Linked DNA regions of Mus musculus: region 2 is linked to region 1. A link is a contact called in public Hi-C data. All regions are on one chromosome and are shown on one strand. The core of a region is the stretch at or near the end of the contact, and the rest is flanking DNA. Distances in the headings are between cores, read along the strand shown. Region 1 has its middle 51 kb from the start of Gm34725. Region 2 overlaps Chst15 (carbohydrate sulfotransferase 15).

Region 1 (7,475 bases), core at 8-2,507:
CTTTGTGTCTGAACTTGAGATCCTCTTCATACAAGGGAAGACATAACTAACGCATTACAAACGTGGTCAAAGGATAATGACTGGAAGATCACAGACACATCAAACTGCCTTCTAAGTATTCACCTTTATGCCCGTAGCCTAGTCCTACTCTCACTCCAGGGCAGAAGAGGAGAGCTAATGCAGAGACTTTTATCTGGTCAAAGTACTAAGGACACGTGATTGACATGAGCTCAGGCTTACGTGGATTATCTGTATCCCCACCCCCCAGGTCCAGGGACTACTACAGAAGAGATGGTAGAAGGAATTTTGAGCCAGAGGATAGGAGGAGTGTCACAATGCACTGTCATCCAGATAGGACGTAGCCATTGCAACCATGAACACACAGCGACTATGAACACTTGCACAGAAGCAGGCCCTCCCGTATGCTACTGTGGATGGAAGAGGTAACCATGAGATGCTAACGGTTCCTGAGGAGCTGATGGCTGCTAATGGATGTTGGAAGAGGGTGTGTCACTTTCTCCAGAGGTGTAGCCAAAAGGGTGGGTTGGGATGGGGGTGGGGTGCTCTAGGTGGAAGAAGGATAAAAGGAAAGGAGATACCAAGCATCTAAGTTAGGGTTTTACTGCTGTGAACAGGCACCATGACCAAGGCAAGTCTCAAAAGGACAACATTTAATTGGGGCTAGCTTACATGTTTAGAGTTTCAGTCTATAATCAAGGTGGGAGCAAGGCAGCATCCAGGTAGGCATGGTGCAGGAGGAGCTGAGAGGTCTACATCTTCATCTGAAGGCTGCTAGCAGAATACTGACTTCCAGGCAGCTGGGATGAGGGTCTTAAAGCCTACACCCACAGTGACACACCTACTCCAAAAAAACCACACCTTCTAATAGTGCCACTCCCTGGGCTGAGCACATACAAAGCATCACAGCGAGATACAGAAGAGTAATGGAGGAGAATATAACCACAATGCACCGTGTGTGTGTGTGTGTGTGTGTGTGTGTGTGTGTGTGTGTGTATGACTTTAAAAAGTAAAAAAAAAAGTAAAAGCTGTCCTAGTGAGAAACTGAGGGTAAAGTGGAATTAGACAGAAGCTTTGGACAATGAGAGAGGAGCCTTGGGTCATCTGGACAGGGGCATTCTGAGGTTAGATAGAAGGGCAGCTGTGCCAGCAAAGATTCCTATGTTCTGGCTACCTTATTCAGGGATGACAGAGCCTGGCTGTCTGCCAGTGCTGTCCCTCTGCTGCCGGCCAGGCATCCTGCCTCCCAGATCAGCTGTGCTTGCTGTTGTAATTAAACAGTTTACAGAAGCTGATGAAACAGGCGTGCCAAAAGCAAGAGTTGTTTCCATGAAAACTAAGTTTAGTTCTTTGGAAAAAAGCTTGTTCTGTAAATGGAAGTCGCTAAAAATACTCTCTGAAATGGGTGTGGGCGGGATGATTTTAAAAGCCTGGAGAGAGTCATATATGTTTAAAAATACCTGCCCCTGCTTGAGTTCTCCCTTATTTTAAAGATCGAAATTGGAAATTATAGACAATTTTCAGAGCAAGGATTATATAAGAAAAATGACTGGGAATTCATAACAAAGGCTTTATTCTCGAAGGAAGGCTTCCGTTAAGCCAACGAACGACGTGGGTCTTAAATTAAGATAAAATGCTTAATGTACCATGATGATGTGTTTAAGGAGAATTAGACAAAATCAGAAAGGGTCATTTCTCATTCGTTAAGAGCTTAGATTTTCCTGCAGCCACAGGGAGCCACTCGGGTTAGGAATGGTGGGTCTGGCTTCTTAGAGCATGCAGCTTATGCGCTAGGTCTGTGGGGTTGAGGTGGGGTCAGATCAAAGCTAGCAGTAAAGAGACTCTGGGGCTGGGGAGGCTCAGTGGGCAAAGTGTTTGCTCTCCAAGCATGAGGACCTGAGTTTGGTTCCTCAGCATCAGGGTAAAAGCAGGATGTGGCAGCAAGGGTTTGTATAACTAGTGTTGATGAGATGGAGTCAGGACGCTCCCTAGGTCATGCTGGGAGGCCTTTCCAACGGAGTCCAGAAGCTCCAGGTTCCGTGAAAGACCATGGCTCAGCGAAGTAAGGCAAAGGAAGGTAGAGATGACATTTTAAGTTATGTCTGGCCTCCACATGCATGAGAACGCATGTACACATATGTAATGACCTCTCTCTCTCTCTCTCTCTCTCTCTCTCTCTCACACACACACACACACACACACACACACACACACACACATAATCACACACAGAGAGACAAGGAAAATCTGTAATCTAGATGTCGGGAGTAAAGAAAATGGAAGTACAGAAAGGAAGACAGCATGAGAGATTTTCAGGAGGCAGAGTGACTAGGCTGAGACCATTGTGTCTGGGGTTTGTGGTCTGAGTGATGGCGGGGCAGGAAGAGTGATAGAGATGCCTGTGAAGGCTTCAGGTCAGATTCAGTGAAAGCAACAGGGCCAGAATCAGATAGAACCCAGAAGAGACAGGAGTGTGTTCTACTCACCGAGTCTTCTCCTTCTTGCACAGCCTTAGGATCAAGGTGTCCTTTCAGATTCCATTCTTTTTTTTTAAATATTTTTATTACATATTTTCCTTTACATTTCCAATGCTATCCCAAAAGTTCCCCATACCCCCCCCCCACTTCCCTACCCACCCATTCCCATTTTTTTGGCCCTGGCGTTCCCCTGTACTGGGGCATATAAAGTTTGCAAGTCCAAAGGGCCTCTCTTTCCAGTGATGGCCGACTAGGCCATCTTTTGATACATATGCAGCTAGAGTCAAGAGCTCCCGGGTACTGGTTAGTTCATAATGTTGTTCCACCTATAGGGTTGCAGATACCTTTAGCTCCTTGGTTACTTTCTCTAGCTCCTCCATTGGGAGCCCTGTGATCCATCCAATAGCTGACTGTTCTTAAAGCCCCACTGTGAAACAGTACTGGTCCCCAAAAGAAGCTGCACACTCTACTTGGTCCAGACCTTTGTGCACTAGCCCTGAGCTCATTTTCCTGTAAATGACATAGCTTTTTTTTTTTTTTTTTTTTTTTTTTTTTTGATGGAGTCTTTTTTATTAGCAAATGTCCTGAGGCTTTAGTGTCAGAGAGAATCCCATATTTCTATGCATTACTCCATATGCTGCGAAGGAGATATTGGACATCACTGTCCTCCATGACCTTAAACCTTCTAGCATGATGCTCTATGGAATCTGGGCTTGGGGGAATATCGCCTTGATATTGGTAATGCTAAAAAAAAGAGAGGGGGAATATACAAGGAGTTTTGCAGCTATATCTTTACATAAAACACATGGGCTACCACTAATATAGTGGGAGAAGGAACTAGGAGTCCCAGAGTACACAAGTGCAGATTGCGTTACCTGTCTGCAGAAAGGTATGGAAGTATTCACACATATGACCTGGAAATGCCACCTCTTCATTCTAATTATATGTACTTGTTATCTTTTTATTTGCTTTCCACTTTCTTTTAAGGTGATTTTGCCCTCCCCCCATTACACACACACAACATACACTCATGTGCCTAATCACCTGTCTCCCAAGTTGGTGGAACTTTTGGAAAGTTGTGGGATCTTTTCCATGTTGGCATACATGTATGTGTGGTTTCACGTACAAGTATATGCATGAAGGCCAGAGTTCAATGCTGGGTTGTCTTCTCAATCACTTTGCTGTGATTTGTTTTGAGACAGCCTCTCTCACTGAACTCACCAATTAGTTAGCCTGGCTGGTCAGCAAACCTCAGTGGTTCTCCTGTCTCTGCCTCCCCAGTGCTGGAATGGCAGCCCATGTACCACCATACCAGATTTTAGTGTATGTTGTGAGTATTCAGCAAGTCCCCATGCTTGCACTTCAAACACTTTACTGTCTGAGCCATCTCCTGGACCCAGGCTGTTGAACCTTTAAGAGGTCAAGACATTGTTGGAAAAAGTGGGTTATGGAGTCAGCCCTACTTCCCATCTGTTTTGTACTTCTTGGTCTGCCAAGATCTGAGGTAAAGTCCCAGCTGCACACTCCTATCACCATACCGTGTCCTGTCCCTCAAGACATCAAGATGAGCACCAGGGCAAGTCATTGAAGATCTGATAGTGGTCTTGCCAAACTGATTTTCATTCTTCTTTAAGTTAGAAAAATAAGACTATAGGCCAGAGATTCAGCCCTGAACAGTAACAGACCTACTTCTTAGAGTGCTGTCCAGCATGGCTACCAGGCAGCGTCCAACCAGGCTTTGGAAAGATTTTACCTGCTAGAAACCCACAAGAACAACACGTCACTGGGAGTTTGATCAAGGCAAAGAACATTCTTCATTGTGCCCTTGAACCCTGTCAAGTGGTCCCTGAGGCACAAAGGGTTTCCTTTCATTCCTTCCCCACGGCTCTATCATCCATCATCCCCTATCTACCAACTTTGCCAGTCAAATATTTCAGCAGTAAAATTGGTATGATTTTGTGGTCTCAAGTGAAAAGTCTCACAAAAAAAGCTCATTCAGTTTATGGGTAGTGGCTCTTCCATCTATCCTCCAAAGTTGGCTTAGAGTAGCACAGGGGAGCAGTTTCTGAACAACTCTTTTTTGAAGTGTATTGTGTATGAATGGGATCAAGTTCATCTTTTCCCAATAAGGTATTTATTCTATTCTTTATATGTCTTATGTTGAACTGACAATGGTCTGGTCAGAAAGAAGACAGGGGTGGTGGTAAGAGGGGGAGGGAGAGAGGGAGACAGAGACAGAGACACAGAGAGAGGGAGAGAGAGAGAGAGAGAGAGAGAGAGAGAGATTATTTAAGATTTTGTATGTCCTTTTACCCAAGTTACTCACTGAGTTCCGGGGTCCTGACAGCTTGTTTTGAGGGCATCTTTGTGCCAGGCACCTGCCAAGTGCTGGAGAAATGTGGGTGTGATAGGCTGTAGGAATCCTTAAAATGCTGAGTAAGGTCACTCATTACAGTGCCAGAGATGGAAGCTGCTATCCCATGTGGTCGAAAGGAGAGTAATGGGAAGGAAGGACTATGGGAATGACTGGAAAAGGAGGTAGGAGAAAGGGGTACTCATAGCTGGGCCACCCACAATGGACCAGAGCCTAATAGACAGCTTCTTATAGAACACCCCCCTGAATTGCACCCTCTCACAGAAAAGCAAATGTCATCGCCAAGCTGTACAAATGTTAGGCTGCATGGCAGAGAAGTATCTTAGAGTTTCTATTGCTATGATGGAACACCATGATCAAAAGCAGCTTGGAGAGGAAAGGGTTTACTTTCCTGAATCACAGTCCATTGAGAGAAGCCAAAGCAGAAACTAGGCATAAACCTGGAGGCAGGAGCTGATGCAGAGACCATGGAAGGGTGCTGCTAACTGGCTTGCTCCTCATGGCTTGCTGCATCTAATTTCTTATAGAACTCAGGACTACTAGCCTGAGTTATTTGCACCCACTACAGGCTGGGCCCTCCTCCATCAACCACAAATTAAGTAAATGCCATCCAAGCTTGTCTGCCTAGAGCCCATTCTTCTGGATGCGTTTTTCTCAACTGATGCTCACCCAGATGACTTCAGCTATGTCAAGCTGAAGTGAAACTAGCCAAGAGAGAGGGATTAGGGTTGTAGATGGAATTAAGCCATATAGTTCCCCAGATTTTGAAATGGAAAGATTACAATGAATGAGTCCAATGTAGTCAGGACAGACCTTGTAAATGGAAGAGGGAGGCAGAAGAGAGAGGCCTGGAGAGGTGATGAGATGAGAGATATTTAAAGTGTCTGTGTGAGTGTTGAAGACAGAGGAAGAGTCCAGGAGGAATTATAGCAGCCTCCAGAAATTAGAGAAGGTGGGAGGCAGATGGCCCTGAACTCCTGAACTCAGTCTGAACTGGCCCTCCAGTGTCTTGGAAATCCAAGGATTCAGAGAGACCCTTATGGGCACTGGTTAATCATGCAGGCCCCAAGGCTTCTGCCTGGAGAACCTGGGATAGGGATGTCCTCCTGTTGGAGGACTTCCCACTGGGTAGAGTCTTACCCTTCCTGCCCCCCAAAAGCTTAGCTTGTGTAGTTGATGGATGGTGTGAGGCCTGTGTGCTCTCTCAGATTCATCTCCTATTGTGAATGCCCTAGAGAAAAGCTGCATCTCTCGTCCTTGAAGTCCTATAGTCAGCCAATCAGCCACTCCCTGCCCCACCCCAACTTTTAGAACTTAAAGTTTAACTGGGAACTCTTTATTTTCAATTTTGAAAGTGGTCTGGCAAATCCATTACATTTTATTGCTGTGCAGGCTATATACATTTTCCTCCAGAGGCATACATTAACATATCATTTTAAATCTGTAGTACTTTTGCAGTCATGCAGACCTGGATTAAAATCTGGGCTTCACCACTTGGCAGCTGTGGACTTTGGGCATAATTTTGCTGTGTTGCAAGCATAATATCCATTTCTTTTTCTATGCATAGAGATAATCACTGCCTTCCTAGGCAACATCATTACAGAGGTTCAATAACATATAAATCCCGTGGAGATTTAGAATGTGGGTGGATCCACAGCCAATGCCCAACCTAAGCTAAACATTACTGTTGTCCTGAGATGAAAGCCGTCACTGCTGTCCTTCGATCACTTTGAAGCACAGGCTGCAGTTGATTAGCTCTTCTTACATGCCAGAGCAATGTCCATTAGCGTGCTCTGCTCTTAGCAGATACTCAGTGACAGTTTGCTAAATTGGAGTGAATTGTCACTGACAGCAAAGGTGAGAAAATACCAAGTCTCTACTCCCTTCAGCACAGCAAGGAAGCTACGACTGGTCCTAAAGTCTTCACCTCGGCTGTCACCATATCTGTGTGCTGAGCCTCACAAACAAAAGCTCCTCGTGGGGTTTCCTTCTGTTTATCCTGAGAATGATTGTGCAGGCCCAGACATAGCCACGAAGAGGGTACCTTAACCGAGAAAATGCCTCCATAAGACAGACCTGCAGATGAATGTGTGGAATACTGTCTTGATCAATTATTGATGTTGGAGGTTCCAGGCAATTGTGAGCACCCACCCTTGGGATTGTAGTACTGGATGCTATAACAAAGCAAAATGAGCAAGCCATGGAAAGCAAGCCAGTTAGCATCACCTCTCTATGTCCTCTGCTTCAGTTCCTGCCTCCGTTTTCCTGCCCTACTTGAATTTCTGCCCTGACTTCCTTCATTGACGGACTGCGATCAGGATTATAAGTGAAGTAAACCTTTCTGTCCCTGGGTTGGTTTTGGCCATGGTGTTTAATCGCAGGAATACATAGCAAACTAACACACCATGGTGGGAATGTGGGCCAGCAGGGGAGAGCCCACCTGTGGTGGCAGTGTGGGGCAGCTGGTCACACTGCACCTGCAGTCAAGAAGCCTAGCCTGTAGAGCGGCATTGTACACATTTAGGGTGGCTCTTCCATTCTCATTTAACCCACAGACACACCCAGAGACATGTATCCCAGGTGATTCTAAACCCTGTTACACTGAC
Region 2 (7,373 bases), core at 3,192-5,691, 400 kb after region 1:
GCAAACACTTGACAGATCTGGGCTTAGTTTCCAGAGGACGAGTGAAAAACCACACTGTCTCAAATATGATGATGGAGAAAATTGTCACACAGATCTGCACAGTTCAACAGCAGCCAGGCAATGGAGCCACAGGGTAGCAACGTCATTCTCCTGGATGCTGTTGTAGAGCAGTGGTTCTCAACCTGTGGGTCACAACCCCCACCAGAGTCACACATCAGATATCCTGCTTATCACATATTTACATTACAACTTGCAACAGTACCAAAGTTACAGTTATGAAGCAACAAAAATAACTTTTTGGTTAGGGGTCACCACACCATGAGGAACTGTATTACAGAGTTGCAGCATCAGGAAAGTTGAGAACCTCTGTCCTAGAACAATAAACAGTTCTGAAACAAAGTGCATGGTTAGAAGACACAGAGATCAACCAGGGCTACCAGACTATGAATAGGAAACTAAACCAGAAAACAGAGTTAGATGATCCCATGGGACCTGGGCTCAAAGTCTGCTACTGATAGCTCTGCAACTGAAAAAAGTAGAGAAGGGGCACCAGCAGCCCTGATTCATCAGGGCCACTAATTTCTTGGAGGCCCGGAGATCCGTCATGCACACAAAGTAAACATGGTCTGGTATGTGTACATTTGGAAGACTCTTTATATAAACAGGTTCACAAATTGGAGGAAAACAATCCTCTGTAGACCAATAGTCTGATTTGGGGTTTAGAAACTACAGTCACTAAAAATACACACTAGGACATACTTTATATTTTTAATGCAAATATTTACATTCCAAACAAAGGAGACTGGAACCCTAAGACAAGCTATATGTTCCAGGCACACAAAATGCTAACGGCCCCTGGCTCTTGCCCGAGCACATGACTCCTGTTTATATTCTTGGAGCAGCAACCAAATTCCCATAACATTCTCCCCACGATTCTCAAGTCACATTTTAAAAAGCTGTAATTGCTTTTACATTAACACCTCAAATGTGATACCAGGAGTCCAGGGTCATTACACCAGGCTCTTCTAGAAGGTCAACGAATGTCAACTCCTGGGTCATTGTACCAAGTCCAAAATCCCTATCTTCCAAGTATACACAAGCATCCCCAGGAGACCAGCTCTCAGGTGAGTCTTTGTAAATTGATGCATGAACTTAATACATAGTGATCAGTCTCAACAAGGAGTAGGGTCCAATGACAAGAAATTGACAAGGGCCCAGGCCCTCTTCTCTCTATCAAGGGGCTCAATAGGCCAGGTAAGCAGACGTTACCTAGAAAACCAGAACATAGCACACACAGAAAGGGTTCAAATCTGAGAAATACAAGAGTGGAACTACAGAAGCTCAGAGGAAAGATGCTGTATGTGGCGGGGTTAAGGGGGAACATGCGAGATGGCAGCAGCGCCTGCCCAGACTTCCTAGTGGGAGTGATCCTAAGTGAGGGTCAGGACACAAGGAAGAATGAGCAGATGCAAGACTTCCCTTCTCAGTGCCTAGGAGACCTGAGTATAGCTAAGTCTAGGCTGGCTGGTCAGGGAACTTAGCACAAAGACAGAACTCTACCTGGTAAGAGCGTAAGCCAATAGCAGGCACACCGTATGCCAAGTGTCCCAGCATAACACGTAAGTGCAGCAGTTTGAGATCAACCTCAGCTACATAGCAAGACAAAACGGAGGAAGGAGGTGGGGGAGAACTCCACTGCCAGTTGAGAGACACCCCCCCCCCAAAAAAAAAAGAAAAAGAAAAAGAAAAGGACCCTGGCTAGCAGTCAGCCATTACCTCCATTCAAGTGAACTGCATTCCTCTTTGAACGCAGCCTGGAATCTAAATAGAGTCACTCCCTGGAATGACAAACCAGGTAGTCTCCCATAGCAAGTACCAACACAGAATCGATGTATCACATGCACACTTGGGCCATCCTGTCCACTGCATCCCCAAGAGAGGACAGGGACCAACCCTTTATCATGGGCCAGACACTGTGCCCAACACTTTGCTTCCAGACAGAGGAAGAAAGCAACACGTATCACCCCTCCAGTGTCTACGCCAGGTAGTATCTATACAGTCCTGGGAATACAGAAGTGAGACATAGACCTTCACTGCTTGCCTTTTCGTCAGCAGACACTTCTGCTGCCTCCAGCAAGGAGGAAAGGACCTGTCCAGGAGGGGGAAAGCCCACTCCCACCCACCCAATGGTGTGCAGACTTGCTGAGTTAGTCAAAGCATCTCATGGTATACCTTATCCATCATACTGCCTCACCAGACTTGCCAACCTCAGCTTCCGATAAGAACAAAAGTCACATTTGATCTCCACCAGAAAAGTAGCTGGATGTCGGGAGTATCCCTGAACCCGAACTTGTACTATTTATAATAAACCACTATACAGGCAGAGGTTGTTAGCTTAGGTGTTTAGATGAGGAGACTATGATACATTAAGCCTTGCTGCCAGGGTCACGGGAATAAGAGGGAAAACACAGCAGGAACTTGAATCAGAATTGCCTTGAAGCCGAGACAGGCTCTGCCTGGGACTTACATGGTTTCTCTGAGTGGCTAGGGTGTCCAAGCCCTGAGCTAGGAGAATGTCTGCACTGTGGCCCTAAACATGCTGACCAGAAGTGCCGGCTACCCTTCTTTGCATTGACTGAGATCATTCATAAGCAGATAATGTGCAGACACGCTTTAAAACCCACGTATCAAGGGTGCAGCCAAACACTGCAAGGATCCTCCCTCTAACCTCTCCTACTCAGTAATGCAGGTTGGATTATGTGCTGCCGGAGCCATGGGCCCAGTACCCGAAGGGAAGCGAGCACAGAAAAGCATGTCTTCCTCCTAGGTGGCCGTCACACTATCTTTTTGACCACAAAGAACAAAACAGCCCAGCAGGCACATATTCCATTTCCAGAGAAAATGTGAAACCATCGGCCCCAGAACACTGTAAGGAAAACAGAATTGTGCCCAGCCTGTATCTAATTATCTGTTCATGTTGGGGTATTTTCCAGACACCTGGGTGACTAGGCTGCCTGCTTCAGTGTTCCTACCACAAACACAATTCTGTACAGTACCCAAGTTTTCTTTCTTTCTTTCTTTCTTTCTTTCTTTCTTTCTTTCTTTCTTTCTTCCCTTCCCTTCCCTTCCTTCCTTCCTTCCTTCCTTCTTTCTTTCTTTCTTTCTCTCTCTCTCTTTTTCTCTCTTTCTTTCTCTCTTTCTTTCTTTCTTTCTTTCTCTCTCTCTCTTTTTCTCTCTTTCTTTCTCTCTTTCTTTCTCTCTTTCTTTCTTTCTTTCTTTCTTTCTTTCTTTCTTTCTTTCTTTCTTTCTTTCCTTAATGACACCCTCTGCTTTTGAGGACCTGCCAGCCTTACTTTCCTCAGAAAGCTAAAATGCCTGAACTGAGATGAGTTCAAGAGATGTAAAAGAGGTGTCAGGAGCCCGCGCCCCATCCAGGAGCTCCCTGCCCACACCCATTCCCCTTTCAAGCTCAGAGAAGGGCTCAAGATGTGACATTCAAAGGCCAGCTAAACCAGCATTTTTTTTTTCTTGAGAGTGACCTGGTCTCTACCTTGCTTAATATAACAGTGTTAAATAGCACCCACAGGCCCTTTCCCTCTCTGGACAGATGAGAAGATGGTACAGACCAGCTTCAGGAAACATAGCTGGAACAAGGTGACCTCTCTCTGTGTGTCTCTCTCTCTGTCTCTCTCTCAATGCTTTTCTCTTTTTTCGTTGCATATGCTAGGCAAGCCCTCTATCACTGTACTATATTCTCGGCCAAGGCCTCAGAGTAGCCTATATTGGAGGGAGGATATGATGCTCTAGGCCAGTGGTTCTCCACCATCCTAAGGCTGCAACGCTTTAATATAGTGAGTGCCTCATTTGTGGTGAGCCCCAACCATACAGTTATTTTCATTGCTACCTCATAACTGAAACTTTACTACTACTGTTGTGAATTATGATGTAAATGTCTGTTTTCCAGTGATCTTAGGCGACCCCTGTGAAAAGGTCGTTTGACCTCCAAAGGAGTCACAACCCAAGGGTTGAGAAAAGCTGCTCTAAGGAAATATACATATGAGGGGTCCGGGTGGAGGGTGCCATGCAATCTTAGGCCTCAGAGATGTCTCTCCATCTTCAGTCATGAGTTCTATAACCAAAAAAATAAAATAAAAATAAAAAAATACCACAAAAACCCAGTGCTTCCTGAATGCATTGCCAGGCATTGTTCCTGGCACCTGGAAGGGGCTTTGCTCTTTTATAGGACACCTGGGTGACATCATCCCCAAAGCTCCAACCTCCAAGCTACTCACCAGTCTCCCACTGTACTTTCCCAAGGCCCCTCAAAGACGGCTGTCAGCAGCATTATGTAATTCTGACTTGCACAAGTTCTGCCTCGCCCACTAATCTCATCGCTGAGCAGGGACGGCGTGCTGAGAGCTGACTCTCTGCCCCCGTGCACCTGGCCCGGGGCCACACCTAAAGGGAACGCATAAATACTGTACAGAGCTACTGCATATGACAGAGAGGAGGCTCCCCTTTCCCTGGCATCCTAGCAAATTCTGTAAAGGACAGAAATTGCTTCCCACTTGTCAACCCTGAGACAGACAGACACACACATACACAACCACTTATGATCTGCACAGCCTTCTCCTTCTAGGTCCAGGCCTGTCCCCACTCCAGTTCCGTCATCCTTCCTTGCACATATAAATAACCAAAATCATGGTGGGGGTTCCATTGCCCTTCCCCGGACCACTGAAAGAGGCAAAAGGATAGAAACATCTGTGGGACTTGCCTAGCGCAGGGCTAGCTGTGAATGTATAGGGACGCAGCTAATGACAGCTATTATCAAAAACAGCCTTGCTGCTCAGTTCTCGTATTTTAGAAAAACAGTCCCTATTGGCCCACATCGGCACAAGCCCTTTTCTTCCTAGATATTAGGCTGGATAAGCTAAGCATGCACCCGCCACCTCCATGTTCACCTCGGGATGTAGAGAGCCAGATCTTCATGTGTATCATTAGGTCCTAGTGTTTCAGAGGAGAAGCAGTCTCAGGGACCATGCTAGACCCCAATACTTGAGGACTGTGTAAGTTGAAACACCCTGTCTGTACAGTCAACAAGCTAAGAACAAACATGATCTCTTTATTCCCAGCTGGAGGACCAAACTGCCCTTCGAAGTAACTCAATATCTACAGTACCTGAGCCCCCTTACAGCCCAGAAAGAGACGAAGGTTGTTTATTCCCATTGAGTCAACAGTCGCTTCTAAACCCCACACCACTGAGGACACATCTCCTGAGTGACTGCTCAGATGACTGACACCCCCACACCAGCTACAACTCTTGAAAAACATCTCCTCTCTCACACAAATGGTCTTCAAACAATGTCTCTACAAATAGGGGCCAGCTGAAGCTCCAGGAGGAGGAACAGGCGCAAAGTGACAGCTGCCAACTCCAAGGGCTGTCTTTATCTGGGACTTTGTAAGAGACCCAAGCCAGCATAGTGGCCATAAAGAGCTGCAGCCCAGGCTCCTCTCCACCCCCTCAGCCAACCCCCCTCTTGCACGTGCTTTGCCTCACTCTTGCTCCCAGGCCTGCAACTTAAGGATCATTTGTCTGTCCGACACAGGTATGTCTGTCTGTCCCTCTTAAAAGAGGGCAAGCGCTTTGTCTGTCCTATCCCCAAGGTATCCATCCTTAGGCTCAAGGGTGGAATCTATTTGGTATACAAAAAGTTTTATGTCAAGTCTCACTGTCCATTAAGGTGGTGCATGGGTTAGCTATGGACACATGACACACAGCATGTGGGGGGACCTAGGCAAGCCCAATAGGCCCAGGCATGAGAAGTAGCACAAGTAGCACATTAGTCCTTATCTGTACCAGTGTGGGTCTTCTTTAAGTAGCAGCAAGGGGCCAGACGTGGAGCTTTGAACTGGGGAAGAGCATTCACCACCACCACCACCACCACCACCACCCCACCTCCATCATCCTGAGATTCCAGCCCACGCTTCCATATCTAGGGTTAAGAACTGTGTTGAGATTACAAGAGCCGTGAACAACTGGCTAGAGTTGAACAGAGGTTTTCCTTTGTGTTGCTCACCTGCTAAAGGTGTTTCCCTCCTCTTCCCAGCACACACACACACACACACACACACACACACACACACACACACACACATCTCCAACTTGCTATCTCCAGGTTCAAAGCTCCCCAGCTCCCAGGGCCCAACTTGTTAATCTGAGATTACTCCCCAGCTCCTTCTCAAGGTCTGAATAAGCAGAGTCCCTTTGGCTCTGGTCCCAACCTTTCCATCAAGTGTAGCTTCCTCCTGATGCAAGGATTAATCTCTCGGAAATGTGGAAAGCCAGGCCCCTCTTCAGACACAGGGAGGAAAGGATGAAGATGGAAGAATGGCAGGTAACAACACTGGATCTTTGGCTAGGACAGTGATCCAGGTTCTGCATGCATCAAAAAGCAAATGATAACCAGTCTCCTCGGTGCTGTTTCCCTCAGGAGACCCTGAGATAGCTACCTGGGAGCAAGACCTTGGGAGGAAGCCTGGACCCAGAGCTTCACTTCCTGTTCACCTCTGCCCTAGTAGAGAAACAACAATAGCAAGCCACTTCCCCTCCAAACTCCATCTCTTGAGATGACAAAAAGAAAAAAGGAAAATTATCCTCAGTTTTTCTTTAGTTTGGGGGGAGCGGGGGGGAAGCAAACTTATTGGTCAAAACCAACCCAATTATAAACCATTTTTTATTCCCAAGCTACTTTGAACAAAACCATATGTGTGTGTTTGTGGATCAGTCAACAGATCAACTTTGCAAAACCAGTCAATGTCATATTCTGCAGAAGGGAGTCTTGATTTTGCAATGAGACAGCTGACAGGAAAGATCAGTTGGAGAGCAGGGGAGTTCCAAGGGAGACTTTGGGAGAGCTTCTGTACCTCCCGGTTTCCTCTGCCTCACCTTGAGTAGAGGGGACTACAGATGTTCTCAGATGAACTTTTGGGATGCTCACCCTAACCCAGGAAGTGATCCACACCGTCCAGTCAGGAATTGCAGAAAGTGGATGTTCTGAAGACCCAGTCCTCACTTACAGAGGCACCCCACCGGCCCGAACGAAGTAGCAGTTGATAAAAGAGTAACCAGCTCAGAGTCGCTGGCCACAGGCTGTCACAAGGCTTTCCTGAACTTCATTCCTGGAAACTCCATGCCATTAACTTACTCGCCACAGTGAGAGTCCAGCAGATCTATTAGAAGACTTAGGACAAGGTGCCCCACCCCCACTCCCACCCCCAGGTTCCAACCCGGACAAAGCGCGCTTACTAGAGGTGCCCACGTCCAGCCACCAGTAGCCTAGCAGTAAGCAAACCAGCCCTAGCATTGGGTTGCT

The links. Hi-C and Micro-C count contacts between places; a contact is called where the count stands out from the background.
Region 2: a contact with region 1 is called in a Hi-C map of cerebral cortex, with 2.9 times the contacts expected there. The contact joins two enhancer-like sites. A contact is called at or near these places in 3 of 39 promoter capture datasets (the 3T3-L1 cell line, cranial neural crest and hippocampal neurons), 10 of 484 Hi-C or Micro-C datasets (cerebellar granule neurons, cerebellum, cerebral cortex and 3 more), 11 of 115 datasets of contacts at active chromatin or transcription factors (craniofacial prominence, differentiating embryonic stem cells, embryonic forebrain and 8 more) and 1 of 9 other capture datasets (pancreatic islet).

The regions. Positions count from the first base shown.
Region 1 is chr7:131,908,519-131,915,993 of GRCm38.p6, forward strand. No RefSeq gene overlaps it. Among named protein-coding and RNA genes, the nearest start is that of Gm34725, 51 kb to the right of the region's middle. Within about 2 kb of position 1,258, at least 11 of the 459 cell types and tissues checked have an H3K27ac peak or open chromatin away from gene starts, as enhancers often do. A contact at or near this core is called in cerebral cortex, where this site is marked.
Region 2 is chr7:132,308,195-132,315,567 of GRCm38.p6, forward strand. All of the region lies in intron 1 of Chst15 (carbohydrate sulfotransferase 15), which reads right to left. Among named protein-coding and RNA genes, the nearest start is that of Gm10584, 3.8 kb to the right of the region's middle. Within about 2 kb of position 4,442, at least 10 of the 459 cell types and tissues checked have an H3K27ac peak or open chromatin away from gene starts, as enhancers often do. A contact at or near this core is called in cerebral cortex, where this site is marked.